Regions from separate parts of the Zea mays genome. Here region 2 is linked to region 1. A link is a contact called in public Hi-C data. All regions are on one chromosome and are shown on one strand. The core of a region is the stretch at or near the end of the contact, and the rest is flanking DNA. Distances in the headings are between cores, read along the strand shown.

Region 1 (5,873 bases), core at 441-2,940:
ATTGCACACAAGAGCAGTCGAGCAGATGAAGAAGATTGCTGCAGGAAATCCAGCTAGAGAGAGAGAGAGAGAGAGAGTAATGAAACGGACAGCTAGCAATTTCCATTTTGCCCGTGTGAAGAACAGATGGAATTCAGAACGGAGGAAGGCCAATGCACTGACTGCGGCAGTGCGGCCTATTATAGACGGTTTAGTTACAGCGTGTGGCGAGATTAGTAGTGATAAACAAACAGAGGGTACCTGTGTGCCAATCCCGGCAATGAGGCCGATGGCCTCCAGCCAAGCGCAGCACCAAGACGCCAACGGACCCCAGACTGGACCTGCCAAATGTGCAGCCCAGAAATACAGAGAACCAGTGGTCTGCTCTCAAAAAGAAAGAAGAAAAAACTGTGTCAGTACGCACATATGTGGCCAGAAACCAACAAGCCTTTCTCAGAAGAAGGATGAAGGAAGACAAGTACGTATATCAGAACAATGTCGTTGAAAAGTCATGGCAGTAAAACTTGATATCGCAACTTAATCTAGGATGGAGTGTGACATTTATCGGTGTTCTTTTGGGATCAGTAAGCAGACATGTTTCAATGGAAGAAAAAAAACAATGGTTCAGTATGCATGCAGAGCAATGGACAGGGTCACAGAAGATAGGTTAGGTACGGAATTATAAACAGGTACCCTTGCTTAACATGGCAACAGTAAATAAAAAAACACGCACGCAAGTGATGGCCATTGAAATGGGAAGCTGGCAGGTCGCACGACCGGCGCAACCAACCAGAACCAGGAGCCAAAGTAAAGGGTAAAAAAAAAACGCGGAGAGACTATAGAGTAGTGCGGGGGCGTACCGGGAAGGAGGAGCAGATCTCGGCCATGGCGACGCCGACGAAGCAGGTGAAGAAGGAGACGACGACCCAGCCCCAGACGAGCGGCGCCGGCCCCGCGTACTGCAGGCTGCTCCCGTACAGCGGCGTGATCCCCGTGAAGAGCGTCATCGTGGAGAAGGAGATGGCCAGCGTCTTGAACAGCGTCTGCAGTGCAGCCAGGCACACACGGGTTTGCGTATGTTACGTTACGTGCATCAAGATCTCGAGAACCGAGAAGAGAGAGAGAGAGAGAGAGAGAGAGAGAGAGAGAGAGAGAGAGAGAGAGAGAGAGAGAGAGAGAGAGAGGTAAGAACAGGCTTGTACTACGCGGCGGTTCTCCGTCCGTCGTAGTGAGCAGGTAGGTCTATTGAAACCTGGTCGCCGCACCGCGCACCTGGCTCCGAGACTCCGAGTCCGAGATGTCCAGAAACGAACACATGCTAGGAACTAGTACGAAGAACACGAGAAGAGAGAAGGAGGGAGGAGGCAGGAAATGGCGTATAGATAGGAACCGGAAGGAAGTAGTACCATCTCCCTGCGGAGCTCCTGCTTGTAGCCGAGCTCGTTGAGGCGCTTCTCGCCGGAGTCCATCGCCTGCGCGCCCTCCCTCTCCCCGCCGCCGGCCATGGCGAGCGGTCCAAGCTCTGCCGGCAGCCCAGGCCCAGTTGCCCTCGCCTCGTCTCGCCTCGCCGTGCGAATGGGATTTATGGGAACGGGAGGAGGGGCTCCTCTCCTCCTGCGCTATAGGGTGGGTTGCGGCGCTGTTTGTTTGCTGGCGTTCGTTATGCACAGCACAGGTGCGGGCACGGCAGCGAGCGGTGTGGAATTTATATGTGTTTTTTCTCTGCGTGTGCTGCGCGTATCCGCTGGGTTGACTAACGGGATTCTCTCTCTCTCCTCCGACTCCGAGACAGGCAGCTTTGCTGGGACTCTCAAGCAAAGCAAGAAATGATATGCGCACCTGTCCAAGCCACCACACCATGAATCTTGATCTGTTTGTTTTCCACGGAGAGGTTAGCCCCACGTTGCTTGCTGCACTGCATCTGCATGGCGTCCACACTTGCCATCGCGTTCAAACGGGACGGGACGGGCGGACGTTGACTGACTTGGTGAGACCAATCTTTTCCCCCTCTCGTGCATGCAGCAAGTACGCGCGCGTCGCCGTCAGGTCCTTCCTGCACCTACACAAACGTCCAAGAACAGCCTTTGAAAGGTCCACGAACGCATCTTTCTTTCTTTCTTTCTTTCTTTCTTTCTCTCTCTCTATAATTATTTTATAACTAGGTATGTGCCCGTGCGTTGCTACGTCGTACAAGTTATTCGATAAATTTTAGTACACAACGATTACATAGATGCCGCGTTGTTGTGGCCTTTATATATCACATAGGTAGATGGATAGTTATTCAAACACTTATCTTTAGCTTTGCTTAGTGAGTCCCAAATTATTAATGGTTGGTATTAGTCATTTTTCATTTTGTAATCAGCAAAAAACAATACATATGCAAAATAAAATATATAAAATAGACAAAATTAAGAGACAACATACAAAACAACCGCCTTAAGATCATTGTAGCTCTTAACCAAAATAGTAGCACAACATGTGGTTCCATGATTTCATTAGATGAATCAGGTGCACATTCAAGAAATAAAATCAAGGGTTGTTCAGGAACAATGGCTAACAGTAAATTTTGAATTACGCACAAACAAGGAACACATTTTCAATGGTGTTTCCGTTCGGGAGCTGGACATTACATCAAGAAAGGTGAGAAGAGGACAGGAAAGGCTCGCCTTGGTAATCAGCCATGTGGCGTGCGCCTGGTAACTGACGTGATGAATTGATGAAACTGGACGCCTCAGCCTTGCTCTATCCTGGTCTGGAGTCTGGACTCTATAGAATGGACTCGGCGGATCTCCTCCGCTCTCCCTCATGGATATGACCCCTCAAGCTTCCATGCCATGGAGGCGGCCGCGTGACTGCCGTTGACCAGCAACCTCCCTCCCGGAGCTCTCTGCAGTGGCGTAGGCCCTAACTCCCAGAGTTGTTTGTGATCACACAACAAATCATGAACATAGTTTCATAATAAATGTTCGAAAGGCTACATAGCATCTGTAAACTTAAAAAATACAAGAAGTGTGTGTCTAACTCGTGTATGAAAGGGGAACCAAGGTCTCAACAATATCATAGAGGATTTAATTTGTTGATCATTTGGTAGCATGGTGGATATGGAATCATAGAAATGGATGTATCTTTGTGGGTGCAGAGGACAATTTCAAAATTGAAATCAAATAAATCATGCAAGATATCAGTGATGAGTTTGACTTGTGTGCCAAGAGCCAAAGGTCTTAGTAGAAAATGACCGTGAAGTAAGAAGATATAGCAGAGGGAATACATGTGTTTTACTTATCATATTAGACTACAGACCTCGATTAGGACCTCCAAGCATGGGAGGGAACATGCAACAATAGAAGGTAACAATGCCATGACACCATCATCGTTTTCAGTATTTGGCTGCAAAAAAAAGATTTATAAGAAGAATTAGACTATTTACAACATTAAAGGAAGCATAAATAATTTTATGCTAGCCTCAGGAATCATGATAATTATTGTGCTTCCATATCCCTCACCATCTCATGTTGATGCATCTTCTCCTCCCCATTTAGATCATCACATTTCACATCTGAGACCACCTACATAATAATAAAATCAGCATAAAAAAGTTATCCACAAACAATCGGATAGTAGAAGCAAGTCAATCTGGAAAATGAACATATTTGTGTTTACTATATGTCTCAGTCGTATGATAAAGACAAACTAAGCAGAAATGGGATGCACACACGTTAAAAGCCCCTCTACGGCTCTACCTGAACATACTTCACCGCAAGGTGCTCCCTGAGTTGCCGCACACGCTCCGCGTAGGCAAGCTGCACGTCGCGGACCCCTCGCCATCCAAGTCCCAGAGGCGCACGTCGTGGCGTGGCATCTCAATGACCATGTCGTGGAAGCTGAAGTCGCGAACGGCGCGCTCCCCAGGCTCGTCCGGAGGCATCCAACAGAGATCAAGAAATTCAAGAATATAGTCCTATGTGTCGCTATCAATTTAGTTTTGGATTTCTTCTATGATAGCATCTATTGTATTTAGAAATCAAAAGAAGCATGATTTTTTGTCAACTTATGATATACACTTCTTTTATCAAGCTAATTTAACACATATTTAACAGACAATTCATATCTCTCTAACATTGAGATCTAATGCAGGAAATTGAAAGCAAAAACAGATGCGTTCCCCCAAAACAGGATACCTACACCTCATGGACGCTGCTACTCAAGTTAAATTGAAGCTCCTCATGGACGCTGCTACTCAAGTTAAACTGGAGCATAAATCAAGCGACATTTGCGTTCCCCTAAAACAGGATACCAGCACCTAATTTCATTTATAAAACTGGTTGCTAACAATTTTAAACAAATGATATATGATCATCGCACAAGTTGTGTTTGGTTCTTTCTCAAACATTTTTTAAAAAAAAAGCATATGCCAGTGACGATTTGTTTCTAAGTATTCCACAAAGGCAGAATGTTCAAACCCCCACCACATAAGCTACGCATACCATTGTATGTGTCTTCAATTTCTATTCACAAGAACTAACATCATTTGCTAGTCACGTGCAATGTAGAATTATACAATAATGAGCAATTGACTTCTATTGCAGTGGAGGTACATAAGAATTTAACCTGAGCAGCCACCACTGAGAGGTCTACCCATTCACATATCTCAAAATTTGATCTCACAAAGTGTTTGAAATCCTCAAACTTGCCTGGTGGGTCACGGGGAAATCATGAAGTTTTTGAAAATTACCAATTACTCCATCAGCACATAAAGTAGCAGATATAAGGGAAAATAATTAAGTATCAAAGTTCACAGCTGAGCTTTCACCTCTTCCCAGTTGCTATTTAGAAATACATCATAGTGATTGCGCCTTTCAGTATAATAAGCACAAATACGATGGTCATGTACTACATTGTAAGGCTAAGGAAAAAAAGACCCAATATCATCGTCAGGTGGCACTGCACTAAACATTACATAACTAAAACAACATAACTGCAATTTGAGACCATGGCTCTCATTACCAACCCAGTTTTTTCGGGTGTCTCATGTATAAATAATTATTAGCCCAGAAAAAGTGTAGTTTCTGCACCTAACTGAAAACCTTGGATAAACCGGCATAAGCTGCTAACCACTGATTCATTATAGGTGGCAGTTGTCATATCAGATAACATGTGGCTCCATGTATCTAGCAATTAGCCATAGGTAGTCAGCAAGCAAACTCAAGCAATGGAAGCTGGTATATGAAACAACGTCTAACTCCATGTATCTATCAACTAAAAGGATAAACAATAGAGGCAGTCGCCCATTTGTAGTTTTAGCAGCAATATGCCCAGAGCAAGTCAGCAGGCACAGAAATATCTCTAGGCCAAGAAATGTGTAGACGCACCTCCATAACCGGTATTTTTTTCTCGGGAAAACAACCAGCCTCCACGGAGATGCCCTCTTGAGCGCGAGATTCTCGGCGAGCTGTTCCTCCACGAATAGCTTGGCGGCGGCCATCTGGCGCTCGATCTCCCTCTTCTTGTAGCCCTGGATCTTCTTGAGCCTGAAGAAATTTTTGCACTTGAGCTCGTCGAGCTACCCCTAGATGTAGCTGATGGTGTTCTCGATCATGGGATTGACGATGTTCTCGAGCGCGTTGACATGGCGGTTGGTCTGAAGAGAGGCGAGCTCGACGAGCACCTCGATGGCCTTGACGTGCGCGGCGCGGTAGGCGGCGACCTGCTGCCCGCCGCGGTCTAGACCTGTGAGGCTCGGGGACGCGTTGAAGGGCTCCCTGGAGACCGTAGCGGTGAACCTGGGGAGCTTGACCGTATCCACGTTCTCCTAGTGGGAGCGGACGTGGACGGATGCGGCGTTGTCGAGGTCCCTCGTGGTGGCGGTGGCTAGTGACTGGACGCAGTGGCGGAGA
Region 2 (5,590 bases), core at 1,819-4,318, 180 kb before region 1:
AGATTGTCTCGCCAACCGACCGTATCGCAGGAGCATTCAATACGAGGATCGCCTGACACCTTATCCTGACGCACGTTCCTCAGTTGGCAGGGCCGAAGGGACCGCAGTCACTTCGCCCTTCCACTGACCGACCTGATAGGAAAACAGCGTCGCCTGCCCCGCTCCGACTGCTGTGCCACCCGCCAGGGTGAGGCTGACAACAGCTAAGTCCAGCCTCAGGCGCAACAGGAAGCTCCACCTCGCCCGACCTCAGGGCTCGGCCCTCGCCTCGGCCTCGGAAGGTGGTCTCTGCCTCGCCCGACCCCAGGGCTCGGCCTCAACCTCGACCTCGGAAGGCGGTCTTCGCCTGGCCCGACCCCAGGGCTCGGCCTCAACCTCGACCTCGGAAGGCGGTCTCCGCCTCGCCCGACCCCAGGGCTCGGCCTCAACCTCGGCCTCGGAGGATGGTCTCCGCCTCGCCCGACCCCAGGGCTCGGCCTCAACCTCGATCTCAGAAGGAATCGCGTCCTCGCCCAACCCCGGCCTCGGCCTCAGGAGGAGTCTCCGCCTCGCCCGACCTTGGGTTCGGACCGACCACGCCACAGGGGGTACATCATTGCCCTACCCCTAGCTAGCTCAGGCTACGGGGAACAAGACCGGCGTCCCATCTGGCTCGCCCTGGTAAACAAGTAATGATGGCACCCCGCGTGCGTCCATGACGACGGCGGTTCTCAGCCCCCTATGGAAGCAAGGAGACGTCAGCAAGGTCCCGGCAGCCCCGACAGCTGTGCTTCTACAGGGCTCAAGCGCTCCTCCGACGGCCACGATATCGCGTGCACAGGGCTCTAGCACCTCTCCTACAGCCACGTTGGCATGTACATAGGGCTCTGGCTCCTCTCTGCCGGACACGTTAGCATATAGCTACACCCCTATTGTACACCTGGACCCTCTCCTTGCATCTATAAAAGGAAGGTCCAGGGCCCTTATACGGGAGGGTGGTCGCGCGGGAGAACGGGCCGACGAACAGGCTCGCACACTCTCTCTCTCTCCCTCGCGAACGCTTGTAACCCCTCCTGCAAGCGCATCCGTCCTGGGCGCAGGATAACACGAGCCGCGGTTCTCCCCCCTTGTGTTCCATCTCGCGCCAACCCATCTGGGCTGGGACACGCAGCGACAATTTTACTCGTCGGTCCAGGGACCCCCGGGGTCGAAACGCCGACAACCCGTTTGTGAAATAAGGGCCAAATTAATTAAAAATATATATAACATATCTTTCGACTTTATCTGTTCTTTAAGTGTACAGAGAAGTATCAAGTTTGTATTTTCAAAAGATTCAAAATGACCGACAAACTAAAACATTGCAGGTTTAGGGTCTATTCAAAAGATTCAAAAAAGAATGTGGTGAGCGTGGATCAAACACGCAACCTTCAGATCTTCAATCTAACGCTCTCCCAACTGAGTTATCCCCACTTCGTGTTAGCATTAAAAACAAGCTTAATTCATTCGTTTCTAGTGCAGATAGCATGACACTGTGGGATCCAAAGCTCGAGCCACAGTTTTGGCCTGATTTATCGGGCTCTCAGTTCAGGCTTTTGTTGTTGCTCTCCATCGTTACAGTTTCAGACGAAGACTCTTCCTAATCCTACGATTTCAGAAGAATGAAAACGTCGCAATCACATTTCAGAGGTGCAGAAGCGACGTGCACTACAACTTCAGACCAAACAGCAAAAAAAAAAAAGTGATCAGAAAGGGCAAGGAGCTCCAGCTTCTGCCTGATTTATTGGACTCTGTCGATTCAAGCTTTTGTTCCGTCTGAGTGTTACAGTTTCAGACAACGGTTCTGTCAGATCTTAGGCCTCCATTGAAACGAAGAAATTTCACAAAAAAATCAATTTGTTTCACAGGAAATAGGAAACTTTCCTACAACCCAAAGGGGGCCTTCTAAACTTTCTTAGAGAACGAAACGAATGGCGTGGTTTCAATAAAGTTCAGTTAACCGAACAATCGAAACTCAGAGGTGAAGAAGCAACGGGCAAGAGAACAGTGCCAGATCTTTATATATTCTTATACCACAGCAGGGAGAACATCTCCTACCACAAACATTTGACAGGCGTGCTATTCTACTGATCTTAAACATAAGGCAAAATACTCGATTAATCGTGCATACATAGGATAGAACTAAGGCAACAGGTTGATCTGTCTCAACCGAGGCTGTCCTCTGTTACAAACTACTCCTACAAACTACCGATACCGATGCGTTTAGTTTCCATGCTGGGAGGAGGAACGGCGACGCTGGCAGCAGCTAGTCTTGCTCCTCTGGTAAGGGTGGTAGCGGTGGCGGCTCGGCGGAGACGTGCGTGAGACGGCATTTGACACCACAGGCGAGCTCGGGATGTACTCGGGCGAAGAAGCGCACCGGGGACGGCTGACGGGAGTCACAGGTTTGTACTCCGGCGACGCGGCACGCTGTGAGTAGCACGTAGACGGCGAGGCGCAGTGGTGCTCCATGTCGTGGAAGTAGTCTGGCAATCTGCAGCCTGAAGGAGCCCAGGGCGTGTAGTTCACGGTGGCCGGCGTGTAATCTTGAGATCTTGATCGCTGCGACGGCGTCATGGCAGGCTTGTATCCTGGGCCTGGGGTGTAATCTGGTGATTTATGTCGCTGCGACAATGGCGTCAGGGTGTACTCCGGCCAAGAAGGAGAAGCGCGCCGGGGACGGCTAAAGGGAGTCAAGGGCTTGTACTCCGGCGACGCAGCACGCGGTGAGTAGCACGTAAACGGCGAGGTGCAGTGGCGTTCCATGTCGTGGAATGGCAATCTGCAGCCTGAAGGAGTCCGAGGCGTGTAGTTCGCGGTGACCGCTGATGCCTGATGGCAAGGAGCATTCTCGATCCAATCCTTGAAAAATGCACCAGCAAGTGAGAAAACGTGATGCTTTAAACTCATTTCGAACCTGAACACTAATTTAAATGTTAATTTTAACATCTCTGAGGATGTTGATTGGGAAAGGTATGTGTCCCTCGCAAGATCTGGCTCCGACTCACGCATGTTCGTCCCTCATCGTGCGACGACGCAGACGCAGAATGTTGATCTTCTTCAGTTCAGTTTCTCTCGAGACAGCAACTGATCCTGGCTGTTGATTATTCCAGGAGATCCGTCCAATTGTGGATCTTGGAACTGCTGACCTGACTGCGTGCGTCTCAGTGGCATGGCGCGGCACCTGCACCATCACCGTGGCCAAGAACTCGTCGCGCACCTCCGCGCGTCGTCGCCGCTGGCGGACCTCCTGCGCTCCGCGCCGAGCCTCCCCGGCGCCCGAGCTGCGCACGGGTGCGTTCTAAAGTCTCCCGTAGCCGGCGAGACCTTCCTCCTTAACACGCTCGTGTCCACGTACGCGCGGCTCGGCCGACTCCGCGAAGCCCGCAGGGTGTTCGACGGCATCCCCCTCCGCAACACCTTCTCGTACAACGCGCTCCTCTCCGCGTACGCGCGCCTGGGCCGCCCCGACGAGGCGCGGGCTCTCTTCGAGGCCATCCCAGACCCCGACCAGTGCTCATACAACGCGGTCGTCGCGGCGCTCGCGCGGCACGGGCGCGGGCACGCCGGGGACGCGCTCCGGTTCCTGGCCGCGATGCACGCCGACGACTTCGTGCTCAATGCCTACTCCTTCGCCAGCGCCCTGAGCGCGTGCGCCGCTGAGAAGGACTTGAGGACCGGGGAGCAGGTTCACGGCCTCGTCGCCCGGTCGCCGCACGCGGACGACGTGCACATCGGGACCGCGCTCGTGGACATGTACGCCAAGTGCGAGCGCCCGGTGGATGCGCGCAGGGTGTTCGACGCAATGCCCGAGCGGAATGTCGTTTCCTGGAACAGCCTGATCACTTGCTACGAGCAGAACGGTCCCGTGGGCGAGGCGCTCGTGCTGTTCGTGGAGATGATGGCTACTGGTTTCTTTCCGGATGAGGTGACACTCTCAAGTGTCATGAGTGCATGTGCAGGGCTTGCTGCGGAGAGGGAAGGACGGCAGGTCCATGCTCATATGGTGAAGCGCGACAGACTTAGGGATGACATGGTGCTCAACAATGCTCTGGTGGACATGTATGCGAAGTGTGGGAGGACGTGGGAAGCAAGGTGTATCTTTGATTCCATGCCTTCCAGGAGTGTTGTCTCGGAAACATCCATACTCGCCGGGTATGCGAAGTCTGCAAATGTGGAAGATGCTCAGGTGGTGTTCTCGCAGATGGTTGAGAAGAATGTCATTGCTTGGAATGTGCTCATTGCAGCATATGCCCAGAATGGTGAGGAGGAAGAAGCAATTAGGCTCTTTGTCCAGCTGAAAAGAGACTCCATTTGGCCGACACATTACACGTATGGAAATGTTCTGAATGCATGTGGGAATATTGCTGTCCTTCAACTTGGTCAGCAAGCTCATGTGCATGTCCTCAAGGAAGGTTTTCGCTTTGACTTTGGGCCAGAGTCTGATGTGTTTGTTGGGAACTCCCTCGTAGACATGTACCTGAAAACAGGATCCATCGATGATGGTGCTAAGGTGTTTGAGAGAATGGCAGCCAGAGATAACGTGTCGTGGAATGCAATGATTGTTGGTTATGCACAGAATGGCCGTGCAAAAGATGCATTGCATCTTTTTGAGAGAATGTTGTGCAGCAATGAGAACCCAGACTCTGTCACCATGATAGGGGTCTTGTCAGCCTGTGGCCATTCTGGATTGGTGGATGAGGGCCGGAGACACTTCCATTTCATGACTGAGGATCATGGGATTACGCCATCTCGAGATCATTACACATGCATGGTTGACTTGCTTGGTCGTGCCGGTCATCTCAAAGAAGCTGAGGAGCTCATAAAGGACATGCCAACGGAACCTGACTCTGTGCTCTGGGCTTCTCTGCTAGGTGCTTGCAGGCTGCATAAGAATGTTGAGTTGGGGGAACGGACAGCTGGAAGATTGTTTGAGCTTGATCCTGAGAACTCTGGACCCTATGTCCTTCTCTCGAATATGTACGCTGAGATGGGGAAATGGGCAGATGTTTTTAGAGTTAGGAGATCCATGAAGGACAGGGGTGTCAGTAAGCAACCCGGTTGTAGTTGGATTGAGATAGGAAGTAAAATGAATGTGTTTCTGGCACGAGATAATCGACATCCATGCAGGAATGAGATACACAGTACTTTAAGAATAATTCAGATGGAGATGTGCAGAACGAGTATAGATGGAATTGATGATGACTTGATGAATTACTGCCCTGAAGCCTGTGGATAGAAGTAGAAAGTCAGATGACTTCAGAAGTAGGTGTTGAAAGCTTGCTTGATATCATATTTGCGAGGTTAGTACTTAGTACATCCACAGTACTTACAGGACAAGCCAAAAGCAAGTTGGCTGACCGGAAGGGTCTTCTTACCCAGGAGAGGAGAAGGGGGAGTGTTGACATAAAAAATGTGCCGACAAGATTATTGGACTTCACTACTAAGTTCCTAATGTCAAGATGATGAGGAAAATATTTGGCGCAACAAGAATCAGAGCCCAAACAAAGAAAAGAGGGGTTTGGGTTCAGGCCTGCCCAAACTGTCCTAGCCCAGATCAATTTTAAGATCCCAA

What was found. A called contact is a pair of places that touch in the nucleus more often than the background predicts.
Region 2: a contact with region 1 is called in a Hi-C map of tassel, with 2.9 times the contacts expected there. The contact joins the promoter of LOC103641662 here to the promoter of LOC100281764 in region 1. A contact is called at or near these places in 2 of 25 Hi-C or Micro-C datasets (ear and tassel).

What each region holds. Positions count from the first base shown.
Region 1 is chr10:120,234,615-120,240,487 of Zm-B73-REFERENCE-NAM-5.0, reverse strand. It overlaps LOC100281764 (amino acid permease), which reads right to left and starts at 1,690. Exons shown (of 6, transcript NM_001154684.2): 1 at 1,386-1,690; 2 at 840-1,022; 3 at 241-360. The coding sequence starts at 1,484.
Region 2 is chr10:120,414,923-120,420,512 of Zm-B73-REFERENCE-NAM-5.0, reverse strand. It overlaps LOC103641662 (protein disulfide isomerase-like 1-2), which reads left to right and starts at 3,068. Exons shown (of 11, transcript XM_020545945.3): 1 at 3,068-5,590.